3 separate regions of the Mus musculus genome follow, and all the other regions are linked to region 2. The links are chromatin contacts, called in public Micro-C and promoter capture Hi-C maps. All regions are on one chromosome and are shown on one strand. Each heading gives the region's core, a stretch centred on a gene start, on an enhancer-like site or on the middle of the called end of the contact. The rest is flanking DNA. Distances are from core to core; before and after follow the strand shown.

Region 1 (4,437 bases), core at 45-2,544, 170 kb after region 2:
TTGTTTTTGGTTTGGTTTGGTTTGGTTTGGTTTGGTTTGGTTTGGTTTTTCGAGACAGGGTTTCTCCGTGTAGCCCTGGCTGTCCTGGAACTCACTCTGTAGACCGGACTGGCCTTGAACTCAGAAATCCGCCTGCCTCTGCCTCCCAAGTGCTGAGATTAAAGGCATGCACTACCATGGCCCGGCTTCAGCATCACTCTTACGTGACATCTGTTTAGGACTTTTCAGATTTAAGGAGTTCCTTTCTGCAGTTCTCCAACTCCTCCCTAGGCAGGAGCAGCAGCAGTAGGAGCTGGAGCTACAAGTGATTCCTGGCTCACCGCTTTGTTTCTAAGTCTGCTTATATGAGCCACCAGGCTGGGAGTGAACATAGAGCTTCAGGCTGCTCACAAGTCTGGCCTCTGCAGTAACTATTTGAGGAAGAAAAGTAGTCAGGGCTTGGTCATTCTGTACCAAGTGAGGGATAAAATTTCAGGAAGTAAATAACAAAAGTAGCCAAACTGGGAGTTCTGCACACCAGTCCTCGCTCCAGCAAATGAAGACTTGTTGAAGCTAGCTTGGGACATGGCTTATTTGGTAGCATGGACTTCATTCCCAGTGTGGCATACACCAGCCATGGTGGCACATACCTGTAATCCTCTAACACTTAGGAGGTAGAAGCAGGAGGACCAGAAGTTTAAGGTTATCCATAGCTGCATAGCAAGCCTGAGTTACAGGAGACTTATCCCACAGAGACTCATTGAAGGGCCCTGCAGCTTCAGATTGGCTCATGCAGGGAGGTGGAGGTGAGGGCGCAGGCTGTGAGTGGCTTTCTCCTAAGGTGCTAAGTTATGTGCAGCCATGGGTCTCCATGGAATAACCTGTCTGGCCCCCCGAGGTCTATCCAGGCATTGGCTGTCAGTCTTCTGTAATGTAGACTCCTTTACCCATTTGATCCCCAGGGAGTGCTTCAAATCTTGATGTCAGCTTTACCGTCATTTCTTGTCACCTTCTCAGAGAGAGTGAAGACATTTTTTTCTGAGTGGTTCTGGAAACTATCTCAGCAGGTGTGTGAGGCCTCAACACAACTGCAAGTGTGTGTTAGTGGTTCTCCCTAGAGCATAAGGAGTGAGCAGATGGCCTTCGTTCTGAAAACTGCAGACAGGATTGTGGGTTGAATAAACCTTTACAAATAGGACACGTCTTGGAGGCTTACTTCAGAACTGGACTGGAACCAAGGTTTCCAGGCTCCTGGCTCAGGAGACTAAGCCAGTGTACTTTGATGAATGTTAGCTATTTGCAGAGAACTGGGTGGTGGCATGTTTGAACCAAATGTGAGAAAAGCCAGAAGGAACTGAACTGGCCATTGTGGACCAGATGGCCAGCTGTGGAAGATCCTTGATCCAGCAGCTGCTTAGCAGACCCTGGCCACTCAAGTATATTCCTTTAAAGCCAAAATGCTGACTACCTGCTTCTGCCTCATGTTGACACCCATTTCCAAAGATGATGGAGCCAGTGTGAGCCAGGAGGAAGCTGAGATGGTGGCTGATAATTTACTCTACCATCTCCTTCCACAGCCCAAGAGGTGGCACTTCCCGCTCAGACACCGTCTTATCAGGCCTCCAGCTGCCCAGTGTAAACTGTCAATGCTTATACCAAAAAGGGCATGTGCAGCTGGTGTCTGCCAGGGACAGCCCAGTCCCTGCCTTGTGGTTCCCAGGAAGAAGCTGCAACAATTCAGTGAATGATTAAAGGGCTGTTTGATAATAAGGCCTTCGTTCCACTCCTGTGGCTTTCCAAGTTCCTAATGAGGCTACAAAGGCTCCATCCATACAGAAAACCAATAATGTAAATAAAAGCCAATCCTGCAAGCATGGTTTGCAGAGGCGGGTGATGAATGTGAAGCCACCCGCAGGATGCATTTGAGTCTGGTTTTTCTGTGCTTTGTCATTTGACTCAGTAGGAACTTTTGTTACTTAACTCTGTGCATAACTTATTTAATGTACTGTATAAATGAACCAAAACTGTTAAATATGTATTTAGTTTGTTCTACTTAAAGTAGTTAATAAAAATGCTATATTCCTTTTCTGACTCAAGCTGGACCAGACCTGGGGAAGGTAGCACAGTGGTGGAGTACAAATGCCATATGACTAGCTGCAGCCTCTGGTATTGTCGAGCACCACACGTGGACACTCACTCTTCCCTCCCCCACCCCCAGGTCTTTGGTGAAGGGGCAGTGGGGCTCTAAGCATCCTTGCTATGACCAAAAGATCATGGCATGAGGGGTAGGGACAAGAAGGGCTGGAATGCTTGCTGTAGAACCCCACCATGATGCTAGTTGCAGCCATCTTCTGTGTCAAGGTGACCATGCTGTGGCAGCAGTGACAGCAATAACAGAGATATCCTTGGTTTCTCACACTCCTCCCCACTGAGTGATCTTTTAGTAATAACATTCAGCCACAGAATGGACATGAATATTTTTCCCAAGTAACTGTTATTTCCTTACAACATTTCAACATTAACATACTTGAGCTTGTGGGATTTTTATGTCCTTTACTGGCATTAAATCTTAATTTCACTGATGCTTAAGGTTGTGTGACCTGAGGCAATACTTTTCTTCCAGGCTTCATTCAGCTCCATTTTCTAGTATCAAGTGCCCTCTGGAGGACAAAACAGGGCCTGCTGCTTCTGCTTCTGCTTCTGCTTCTGCTTCCGTCTGAGAGCTAACTCATGTCCAGGGCAATCCTTGGGCAGCTTTATGTTTTCTGCGACCACCTCTATCCCTTGAGGTCAATGGTGTTTTCTGGGTACATTTAGGGAATTTCAGGACAGCTGGGCATTCTGCGGTTTTTTGGTGCTTAACGCTACCTTGTTTTGATACCCCTGGACCCCAAGTCTTGTGCTTAACACTACCTTGTTTTGATACCCCTGGACCCCAAGTCTCGGCTTTGGCACACTGTGGGACAAAGTAGAACCTTTCATCGATGTCCCTACTTTAGCTAAGATGCTGCCACCCAAGGATGCCCACTTCAATGCCTTCCATACTCGAAAGCACCAGAGCAAGCATGTAACTGTGCACACCTGTCTCCTGTAATGTGGAGTTGCTAGCAGTGCCCATCCCTGGGTTGTGAGGGTGAAATATGATCAGAAGAGCCAAGTGGTATATGTGAGAATTAGCTGTCGAGTCAGTGATAATCAAGCTGCAATCCAAAGAACCACAGAAGTTAAATATACAGTAAGGGAAAGGCTCGGGGACAGATCTCATTGGGAAGGGGAAATAGGATAGATGTGAATGGATTGGGTGAAGGCTGAAACAGAAGCATCACGCGGAGAGGGGAGAAGAGCTAGAATGAAGAGCCATTTGAAGAGTTGTATGGAAACCTAATACAGTAGGAGCTTCCTAAATACATGCATATGAAGGTGAGCTAAATAAATCACCAGATAATGAGGGAGAGCCCCAGCTGGCTCTTCACCAAATGAAATTTCCAGGATTGGGATTGTGTTACACCTAATTGAGCTGTTGGCCAAAGGGATCCCATGGGAATTCCCAAACAACTAAGCCTGTTGCCAAGACAGCACCTATGTAACTCAATTGAACAGAGAGAAGTTAAGCTGATGCCTACATAGAGCCTTCACCCCTACTCTCAGTAGCAGGCCAATCTCTGAGCTGAAAGCCAGCCTAATTTATAGAGTGTTTCAGGACAAGCAACCCTATACAAAGAAACCCTATCTCAAAAAATATAAAAAAAGACTAATGCTATTCTGTTATACTCTTAGATCAGTGCCTTGGTCAGCCATCATCAGAGGCGCTTCCTCCTACACCAGATACAAACACATACAGAGACCCACAGCAAGACATTAAACAGAGTGGAACACTCTGGAATACTCAGCCCTAAACGAGAGGTCTCCCTCAAGTCCCTGTAGAAAAAGGCTGCAAAAGCAGAAAAGCCAGAGGGTGTGGAGGACACAGGCCCTGCAGATCAGCATGCTCAAAGCTCATATGAACTCAGAGGGAGGCAGCAAGCACAGGTCTGCACCAGGTCCTCTGCTGGCTATCTAGCTTCCAGTCGAGAGGTTTCATGGGATTCCTGAGTGCGGGAATGAGCGGATCTCTGACTCTTGGGCCTTCTCTTGGACACTTCTTTCTGTTGATTTGTTTTGTCTCTGATGTGTTCTTATTATTGTCCCTTAAAGGTTTTTTGGTTTTCTAACAAGAGGCAGGAAGGGAGTGAATCTGGATGGGAAGAGAGGTGGGAAGGAACTGGGAGGAGTAGGGGGAGGGGAAGTAATCAGGGTAGATTATGTGACAGTAGAGAAAGTCTACTTTTAATTGAGAGGGGAAAAGCTGGGGATGGAGGTAGTCAGACAGGTATGGTGGCACAGGCTCCAATCCCATCACTTGGAAGTGACAACAGGAAGATTTGAGACTTTGAGTTTATGGTGAGTTTGAGGCCAGCC
Region 2 (4,279 bases), core at 850-3,349:
AAAAAATAAAGCCAACCTTTTCTCTGCCTTCCTAGAAGTTCATCCCCCGAGAGATAGGGAGGTGGGTCCTCCACCTCTGGAGAAGATGGTTTCTCTTGAGGAACTGAAGCACTTCTTAAAAAATGCTGAAAAGTCGGTCCAGTGGCTAGCCTGGAGCTGAAGTCCTTCTGAGCTTCTGAGCTCTTCGCCTCTGGACTGGGACAAGGAGTGCTGGACACACTGCTTTGTGCTCTGCAGGTCCTAAGCAACACCCAGCACATGGAGGTGAATGGTGCTGACAACCTCTGTACTTGGAGGACACACCGTAAAGGATGCATGGCACCTGCAGCCCCAAATCTGCAAAGGAATGAAACACACCAGTATTTACGGCACACTCCATACAGGACTGCTCTGGACACTCCTCCTCGCTAAAACAGAAAAATGCTTTTTGGGGGGAGCAGGGCTCATAAGAGATGTTGAGACTTAATCTCAGGATTATTCTGGGCTGGCCTGGAACTCAACTTCCTACGTAGTCCAGGCTGGGCAGATTGTGAGGTTATGTGAGGTTAGGTTTGTTTGTTTGTTTGTTTGTTTTTTGAGATCTTCCTATGAAGTCCATACTGACCTCCAACTTTTCTCATTCCTCTCACCTCAGTCTTCCAAATGCCAGAATCACAACCCAGTTCCAAGGTACTGTTTTGTTTTGTTTTGTTTTGTTTTGTTTTGTTTTGACAGGGTTTCTCTGTATAGCTCTGACTGTCCTAGAACTTGCACTGTAGACCAGGCTGGCCTGAAACTCAGAGATCAGCCTGTCTCTGCCTCCTGAGTGCTGAGATTTAAGGTGTGCACCACCACCTCCCTTAAGGTACGTTTTATGATAGTTTACCTTAATCTAAACATGGTAAACCTATATTCCCAGTAACCTGGGAGGCTAAGGCAGGAAGATCATTTGAGCCCAGGACTGCCTGGACAACAGTGAGGGCTCTTAAAATATATTATATCTCTAATTTACAGGTGAAAATAAATAAAGGCGGCTCAGTGACATGGCTTAGTGGATGAAGGCACCTGCCACCAAGCCTGACTCCCTGAAAGCCACACAGTAGAAAGAATTCTTTTCCATAGATTCTTCTATCTCTACACATACACTATGTATGGCACATTCATGTGCATGAGCACAGGAACAAAAACCAAATAAATAAAATGTAATTAAAAAAAAAAACACCAACCTACTCTCTTGTCGGAGAGGAGACTTTTGGTTTGAGTTTTAATTTTTTTCACATTTTTATTTTTATGCATATTATGGTATGTGAACCATCTTAACAGCCCAGGTGTGAGCTTTCAAATCATCTACTTCTGCCCTTTAATTGTTGTGTGACCACGTTTTTACAAGTCAAATTTCCACCTCTGGACTACAAATGTCATATCCATTTTGGAAAAAAAAAAAAAAAAAGTACAATAGGACCTTACCCCTTGCCAGATGTTATAAGAATTACACATTAAAAACTTAGATTGGGGGAGGGGGGGACTTAGAGCAGTGGCTCAGTGGTTAAGAGCACTGACTGCTTTTCCAGAGCCTGAGTTCAATTCCCAGCAACCAAGTGGTGGCTCACAATCATTCACTAGCAGCCCACACTTCATTTCAAAGCATGGACCTTGGCCGGGTTCTGGGCGCGTCTTCATGTATGAGTGTTGGGGTGGGGAACGGTCCTTTCTGACGAACCTGGTGGAAGGATCAAAAGCTTCAAGTTTTTGCACAGCACAGCGCGGAACCACCTACCACATCCAAGCGTGTGAGTGCTAGGCGTGGCGGCGGCAACTGCGTGAGCCCCGTAGCCCCTCTCCGAGGTCTATCAGACCCCATCTCTGCTTCACAGGGCAAATACTAGGGCTTAGAAGGACGCTGTGACTTGGCCAAGAGCCGGCAGCGGGGCTGAGCTACACTCGCAGCGGTCCTACTCAAGGCCTAACACTGCCCAGTGATACCTTCTCCTAGCGCTTCTGGCTTTTCCTGGACGGTGCGAGCCCGCCCTGCGCCACCGCGGGTCACCCGCAGGACACTAAACTCAATCTCAAGCCTCTCACCTCCCACAACTGCAAGGTCCGCGTCCGAAACCGGAAACTGTCGATCTGCGTGGGTTCCCTTCTCAGGAGTCCTCCGCTGCGCGCCTAGGCGTGCAACTTCTGTTCCGCCGTGACTTTCGCCCGCGGTGTTCTAATGGTAGTGTTTCCTGCCGGCTTCGAGTCCCAGGACCCTGGCTTTGAAAAATAAAGCCGTGAGACCTACTACTTCTTTAAATGCTAATACCGCCCCCCACCCCCACCCCACCCCACCCCAAAAAAAAAAGTTAAGTAAAGCTTAAAACCAGGTAGGCGGGCTGGAGAGATGGTTCAGCGGTTAAGAGCACTGAGTGCTCTTCCAGAGGTCTGGAGTTCAATTCCCAGCAACCACATGGTGGCTCACAACCATCTGTAAAGGGATCCGATGGATGCCCTCTTCTGGTGTGTCTGAAGACCGCGACACTGTACTATTATGCATAATAAATCTTTTTTAATTAGAAAAACAAACAAACAAACAAACAGGTGGGCAGTCTCAGAGTCTGTATCTGCCCTTGCCCCAAGAGAGTAAGGGATTCTTAGGGGTGTTCTGCCCCCTGGAAAATAGGAGCTCTGACTTCTCCTCAAGCCTGTCACCCGTTAGCTCCCTCCTGCCATATGTACTTTCCTTCCCTCTCCTCACCAGACCCTTTAAGAAAAGGGCCACCATGGGGCTGGTGAGATGGCTCAGCATGTAGGACACTTGCTGTTTGACGACCTGGGGTCTAATCCCCAGAACCCACAAGGTGAAGGGAGAACTGGCTCCCACAAGCCCTCTGAACTTCACAGATAGGCCATGGGACATGCAACATCTCTCTCTCTCTCTCTCTCTCTCTCTCTCTCTCTCTCACACACACACACACACACACACACACAGACGTCTCAGGACGCTGTAGCACACTTCGGTGTTCTCAGGAGGCAAAGGCAGGCTAATTCGAAGCCAGAAAGAGCTACATAGTAAAATTTCGTAGATGATGGATAGACAGACAGACAGGCAGACAGACAGATGGAATAGAATAAATGTAAAAAAAAATAGAAAAGAGGCTAACCAGTGGTTTCTGTGGCTAGCTCTGAACGGCCTCGTCTTTCCTGGATCTCCCAGATGGCCCTGAACAGCCTAATTGTTCCTCACTACCTCCTTACCCTACTCCTGTCACATTCCTGCCCTGGCCCTCTCAGCCATTCTCCCTTCCCTGTTGACTCTAGCCAAAATACCTCTTCTCCCCCAGACCGAACCCATAGTCCCTACACTCAAGAAAATGCTGAGAACAGGATTCAGCCAGATCGGAGCCCTGGGGTCAGAACCACCCTATGTAGCATAAGTGTTTTTTCCAAGCTTCACCATAAATATTAGTTTTAAAGTGTGAGACATTTAAGTGTAAAACATTTGGTTGAAGCACAAACTGCAGGTGGACAGTTCAAAAATCTACAAGCATAGAATGAGTAGCAAAGAGGCGCCCCCTCCTGGCCTCTTCCTGTCATGACTCTCATCAAGAGACTGGGTTTGGAGGGAAGGAGTGGGGGGCATTCCCAGCCTTCCTCTTTGCCAATGGGCTTTTGTCGTTTTGTTTTGTTTGTTTTGTTTTGTTTTGTTTTGTTTTGTTTTGTTTTCATTTATGTGTTTATGTATCTGGGCAAGAAGCCGGAAGTACTTCTGTTTGGAAAGCCAGAAGCTAGAGTTGGCTCAGTCTGTAGGACACTTCCAAATGAAGCTAGAGTTACAGGCAGTTGTGAACCACCTGATGTGGGCCCAGAATCAAACTCTAGTACAATCCTCCAAAAACTTCTCAGCTATCTCTCCAGCCCTCCAACAGTTTCTGTAATATGTTACCTCTGCATTCTCTGGGTAAGACATTTTGGACCTCATTCTCCTGTTTCAAAGACAGTCTCAATGCGCGTGTCCCCTCAATACCATAACCTTCAAGAAAGTGGACATAGGAGGTAGGGTCTTCACAAAGTGACTAGGTCATAAAGGTAGAACCTCATGGTTACCTTATTTAAAAGAGCCCAAGCTGGGCACAGTGGCACATACCTTTAATCCCAGCACTCCGGAGGCAGAAGTTGTGGCTCTCTATAAGTTCGAGGCCAGCCTAGTCTACAGAAAACGTTTCAGAACAGCAAGAGAGAGAAAGAGAAAGAAAACCCTATCTTGAAAAAAAAAAGATTTTTAAAAGACTAACTCATTTTACAAATTTAAGGGTGAGTA
Region 3 (4,157 bases), core at 1,290-3,789, 190 kb after region 2:
CCCCCCCCCCCCAAGACAGGGTTTCTCTGTGTAGCCCTGGATGTTCTAGAACTCACTCTGTAGACCAGGCTGGCCTCAAACTCAGAAATCCACTGCCTCTGCCTCCCGAGTGCTGGGTTTAAAGGTATGCACCACTATCATCCAGCATGAGCATGTTTGTTAAGTTAATGGTCTGCACCAATGTGAAGAGACCCATGAAAGGGCAAGCGCTGGGGACACAAAGAGGCTGAAACAAGAGCCTGCAGGCCCAGGGAAAGGAAAAGTGAAGGCCAGATGAGTGCCCTGCCCCTCATTCAGGGAGCCTGGGGTGATGTCCCACACAAGTCTGGATCCCAGGCCCACAACTGACTCACTTCTCTGAACCTCCACTCCTTTACCGTGAAATGGAATGAAGAATTCCCACCTAGAAAGCTGTTGTAAGGACATCTTACAACACTACCATCACTGAGCTAGAGTAATGTCTTAACATAAGCCCCCACCTCCAGCCTCAGATCAAACCACACTTCCCACTCCCTATTCTGTACACTCCAGGAAGGGTTGCTTGCTTGATCCCCCATTTTGAGCTCTCGAGACTTCAAGCTGTACCTCCAAGTCCCTAGCTCTTCTACCCTGCCCCCGCCCCACTATACCTCCCAAGTCCCTGACTCTCACATTCTGCCCCCCCAACACACACACACACACACACACACCCACACACACACACACACACACACTGTGGGACCCAAAGGGAAGAAACCACTCACCATTTTTGTCTGCTCTTCGGAAAACCTAGGGGACAAAGGGAAATAAGTGGGCACTGTGAGGGGAGCCAGGGAGATAGGGGTGCCCCTCCCAAGCCAGTGGGGCTCCAGCTTGGCAGCCAGCCCCCCTGCATCGCCTTCACCCTGCTCAGGGAAGTCCTGCAGGAGTCTCCAGCAAGGTAGCACAGGAAGCTCTCACAGCAAGCCCTAGTGCTGACTCCCTCCTGCTGTAGGGCTGGCTTCACGGTGGGTGGGTGCTCCTGGCCAGCTCTCTGTACCTTCACCTCCCACAGCTGGAGTCAAGCCCGAGTTGGCTCTGATGTAGCAGCCTTTGGCATGTTCCCAGCTTGAGGAAGGTTGGACAGATGGGCTAAGAATCTTCCTGAGAAGCCTTGGAAGCCATATCAGATCTGAATGTTTCCCTCCCCACCCCTCCCCCACCCTGACTTTATGGGTATTCTCCCAAGTCCACACACTATTCTCCACCTACCCTCACTGAACAGGCTCTTTCCCTTGTGCCTGCTTATTTTGGGTGTTCTGGTTTTCCCACTAGTATGTGAGGGAGCAGCTTAGAGTTTAACCCTTTCAGGGCTGGGACCTCTTATAAGGCCAATTCATCATGAAGACTGTGGGCATCTGTGTGTACACATTTGTGTAAGGAACAAGGAGGGTGGCAACGGCCCGTAGATTTTATTTGTAGAGGCAATGATGAAACAGACAAGTTCAAAGCCTAGACAGAACTCATAGAGCCCAGGGTCCTGAATGCTAAACTCTTCCACCCAACTCCCTCAGGGTCACTAGGCTAATCAACCAATATAACCCTTAGGCTGACTCAGAGAAAGGGCTGCTACTGGATTGGGATCACACAGCAGCTCAACGCAGCCGGGCTGGGGTAATTTGGATGGGAGTGGGGCAGGAGAGCTAAGCTTGAATGAAGATACTCCATTCATACCCCAGGGTGCCTCCTGACCTGAAACATGCCTCCTCAGGCTTGAAGGACCATGGTCAAGGTGCTGAGTCACTAGGGCATTGGGGAGGGGGCACAACAGCCTCTTACACTGGCAGGGACTTCTAGAATAGGGGCAGAAGAGAGCCAGGACTTGCTGAGCACATAGTAGAAGGGGGAAAGAGAGGCGCTCAGAGCTAGGGCTCCTGCACTTGGAGTTTTGCCTCTAGCTAGGTAAGGTAGCACAGGAAGATTGCACAGCGATCTGAGACAGGGTAGGATGCTCTACATCTACAAAAGGGGGCTCAAGGCCACCTGCTGCCCATGAGAGGAGTCCCTTACCAACTGTAAGACTCTGCCACCCTTGATCAGGCCTGAGGCTTCCGGGGCAGGACAGAGCTCCTTCAAGGTCTAGGTAGGCTCCCCTGTCCTATCAGCCCAGCCGGGGCTGCCATGGAGCAGGCTGCTGTGACTGAGTGTTGGCAGTCCCCAGCCCCAGTGGACACAATTAGGGTGAGGGGCAGTACTGCTGAGAGACAAGGAGAGACACGGAGCGGCACAGACAGCACAAGAAATGCAATGGCAGGAAGACAAAAAGGCAGGAGGATCACAACAGCAGGGTCACAGATAGTCTAGGAGAGGGACCGAAGCAGGACCAACAGATGTGGAGGGAGAGACAGGGACATGGAAGACTGAGACCTAGGGAGCCTGATGCCCGCCCGCCGGTGCCCCACTCACGTCCTGGAAAAGCGCGTGTCCCGCGGCAGGCGCAGAGTGTCGCGGCTGCTGGGGCGCAGGTGGCCCGAGCAGGCACACAGTAAGCAGCCCGGCGCACGCCATGGCTCGGAGGCTTGCAAGGCTGCGGGTTGCGGTTACCAGGCCGCCCAGGCTGGCTGGGGGCGGGGCGCGCGCCCATTGGCCCAAGCATGGCCCCGCCCCCACCTGGCCTCGGTTTCCCCGCCTGGAAGAGGCTTCCAAAAGGAGTCACCCCAGAAGTCACTGGCAATGACATCTTGCCAGGAGTCCCACAGGAACCGGCGCTCCACCCAGTCGGGTGTGGGCAGGCAAAGCTCTAAGTGCAGGAGCCCTAATAGATCAGACCCACAAGCGTTTTATATCTGGACATCTGCACTTCCCTGTCAAATGAGGATAATAGCCTTCCCCCTTAGCCCCCAGGTTGTAAAGAAGTAAGCTTTGTAGATGCTCAGCTCAGAGGACTTCCATCTATGCTTTAACACAAGTCATGGATTGCCAATCACCCCTTCCTTCTCCCAGATCTCTGCCCCAGCACCTTTCAGGAAACTCTCCCTGGTCTTCTACTTACAAGGCCTATAGGGAGGGAACAGCAGCTGCAAGCGTAGGCCCACGCACATACACACAGGAAAGCATTCGACACAAACACAGTTCACTGTGTTGCATCTTTACTAATGTTCAGAAGGTGCACAGCAAGCTGACTCTGACGCTCCCTCTTCTGTACTTAGGTCCCAAGCATAACTCCCTACCCACCATTGGGTCAGTTTTCTTCTCAAGGGGTTACAAACTGAAAGGAAATTAAGTCAGATAGGAAGAGGGAGTGAACATTCCCTCCAACACTAGCCTCACTCTGGCTGGCGGAGAGTTTCAAACCCAGCCCTAACACCATCAAAACATTTATTAAAATCAAAGCAGGAGGGAACAGAACTGTTAGGAAACAAATCAAAGTGCAGACTGGAGGGTGGGGAGGACAGCAGAGGAGCACTCCAGCCATAGGAAGGACGCATACCCACCCCTCCTGGCCGCAGTCAGCCAAGGCCCTCACGTACCCTCCCCATCTCAGATCCCCTGGATACATGCGGCTGGAGTACTGGTACAAAGGGACTGTTTCTCCAGCCCATCCATGGCTGTCAGTCTGTCTCCCTCTCCCTTTCCCAATAAATAAACTGCTTGGGCCTCAGCAACTCTTGGGTAGGGATCCTGCCCTTGCTTCAGAGAACAGGGACTTAAGGTATCACCCATGCCCCCCACCCTTTGCTTATCCCCCCAGGCTTGCCAGAGGCCTCGATAAATAAATAAACGCTCCATTAAAGCTTCGATCGGAAAACTTTTAAGCAGTGCTCTTGCTGCCCTGCAAACCCAGCCAGGCAAGCTGTACCACCCGGCCTGGCTGACACACAGGATTCTGAAAGCAGGCAGCCACCCTGGGCCTCACAGGGCCCCTGCAGCAAGGACACCAAAAGTGCAGTTAGAGCCCACCCCCACCCCAATGCGCACACATGGATCCATGCACACATGTGGACACACCAGGATGTGTCTGCAGCACACATACAGATGTGTTCACCTTCATTCCCGGGCACACGTGCACATACACATACATACACACACACACACACACACACACACACACACACACACACACACACTCACACACACACACACACACACTCACACACACACACACACACACACACTCAGACACACACCCCAGGCACACA

What was found. A called contact is a pair of places that touch in the nucleus more often than the background predicts. Capture Hi-C pulls out chosen DNA fragments and counts their contacts.
Region 1: a Micro-C map of the G1E-ER4 cell line shows a contact between it and region 2, with 4 times the contacts expected there. The contact joins the enhancer-like site here to the promoter of Cdk5rap1 in region 2. A contact is called at or near these places in 7 of 39 promoter capture datasets (the 3T3-L1 cell line, hippocampal neurons, macrophages and 3 more), 3 of 484 Hi-C or Micro-C datasets (the G1E-ER4 cell line, muscle stem cells and myocytes), 9 of 115 datasets of contacts at active chromatin or transcription factors (astrocytes, bone marrow-derived macrophages, double positive thymocytes and 4 more) and 4 of 9 other capture datasets (adipose tissue, embryonic stem cells, liver and 1 more).
Region 3: a contact with region 2 is called in a promoter capture Hi-C map of pancreatic islet. The contact joins the promoter of Necab3 here to the promoter of Cdk5rap1 in region 2. A contact is called at or near these places in 15 of 39 promoter capture datasets (the 3T3-L1 cell line, the C10 cell line, the HPC-7 cell line and 8 more), 3 of 484 Hi-C or Micro-C datasets (embryonic stem cells, muscle stem cells and myocytes), 15 of 115 datasets of contacts at active chromatin or transcription factors (the SCID.adh cell line, bone marrow-derived macrophages, double positive thymocytes and 8 more) and 4 of 9 other capture datasets (adipose tissue, embryonic stem cells, liver and 1 more).

What each region holds. Positions count from the first base shown.
Region 1 is chr2:154,537,282-154,541,718 of GRCm38.p6, forward strand. It overlaps Cbfa2t2 (CBFA2/RUNX1 translocation partner 2), which reads left to right. Exons shown (of 11, transcript NM_172860.2): 11 at 1-2,075. Among named protein-coding and RNA genes, the nearest start is that of 1700003F12Rik, 9.4 kb to the right of the region's middle. Within about 2 kb of position 1,295, at least 18 of the 459 cell types and tissues checked have an H3K27ac peak or open chromatin away from gene starts, as enhancers often do. A contact at or near this core is called in the G1E-ER4 cell line, where this site is marked.
Region 2 is chr2:154,370,620-154,374,898 of GRCm38.p6, forward strand. It overlaps Cdk5rap1 (CDK5 regulatory subunit associated protein 1), which reads right to left and starts at 2,100. Exons shown (of 14, transcript NM_025876.2): 1 at 2,062-2,100; 2 at 17-336. The coding sequence starts at 317.
Region 3 is chr2:154,556,314-154,560,470 of GRCm38.p6, forward strand. Necab3 (N-terminal EF-hand calcium binding protein 3) reads right to left here and starts at 2,540. Exons shown (of 13, transcript NM_021546.3): 1 at 2,425-2,540; 2 at 744-768. The coding sequence starts at 2,526. It overlaps E2f1 (E2F transcription factor 1), which reads right to left. Exons shown (of 7, transcript NM_007891.5): 7 at 3,087-4,157.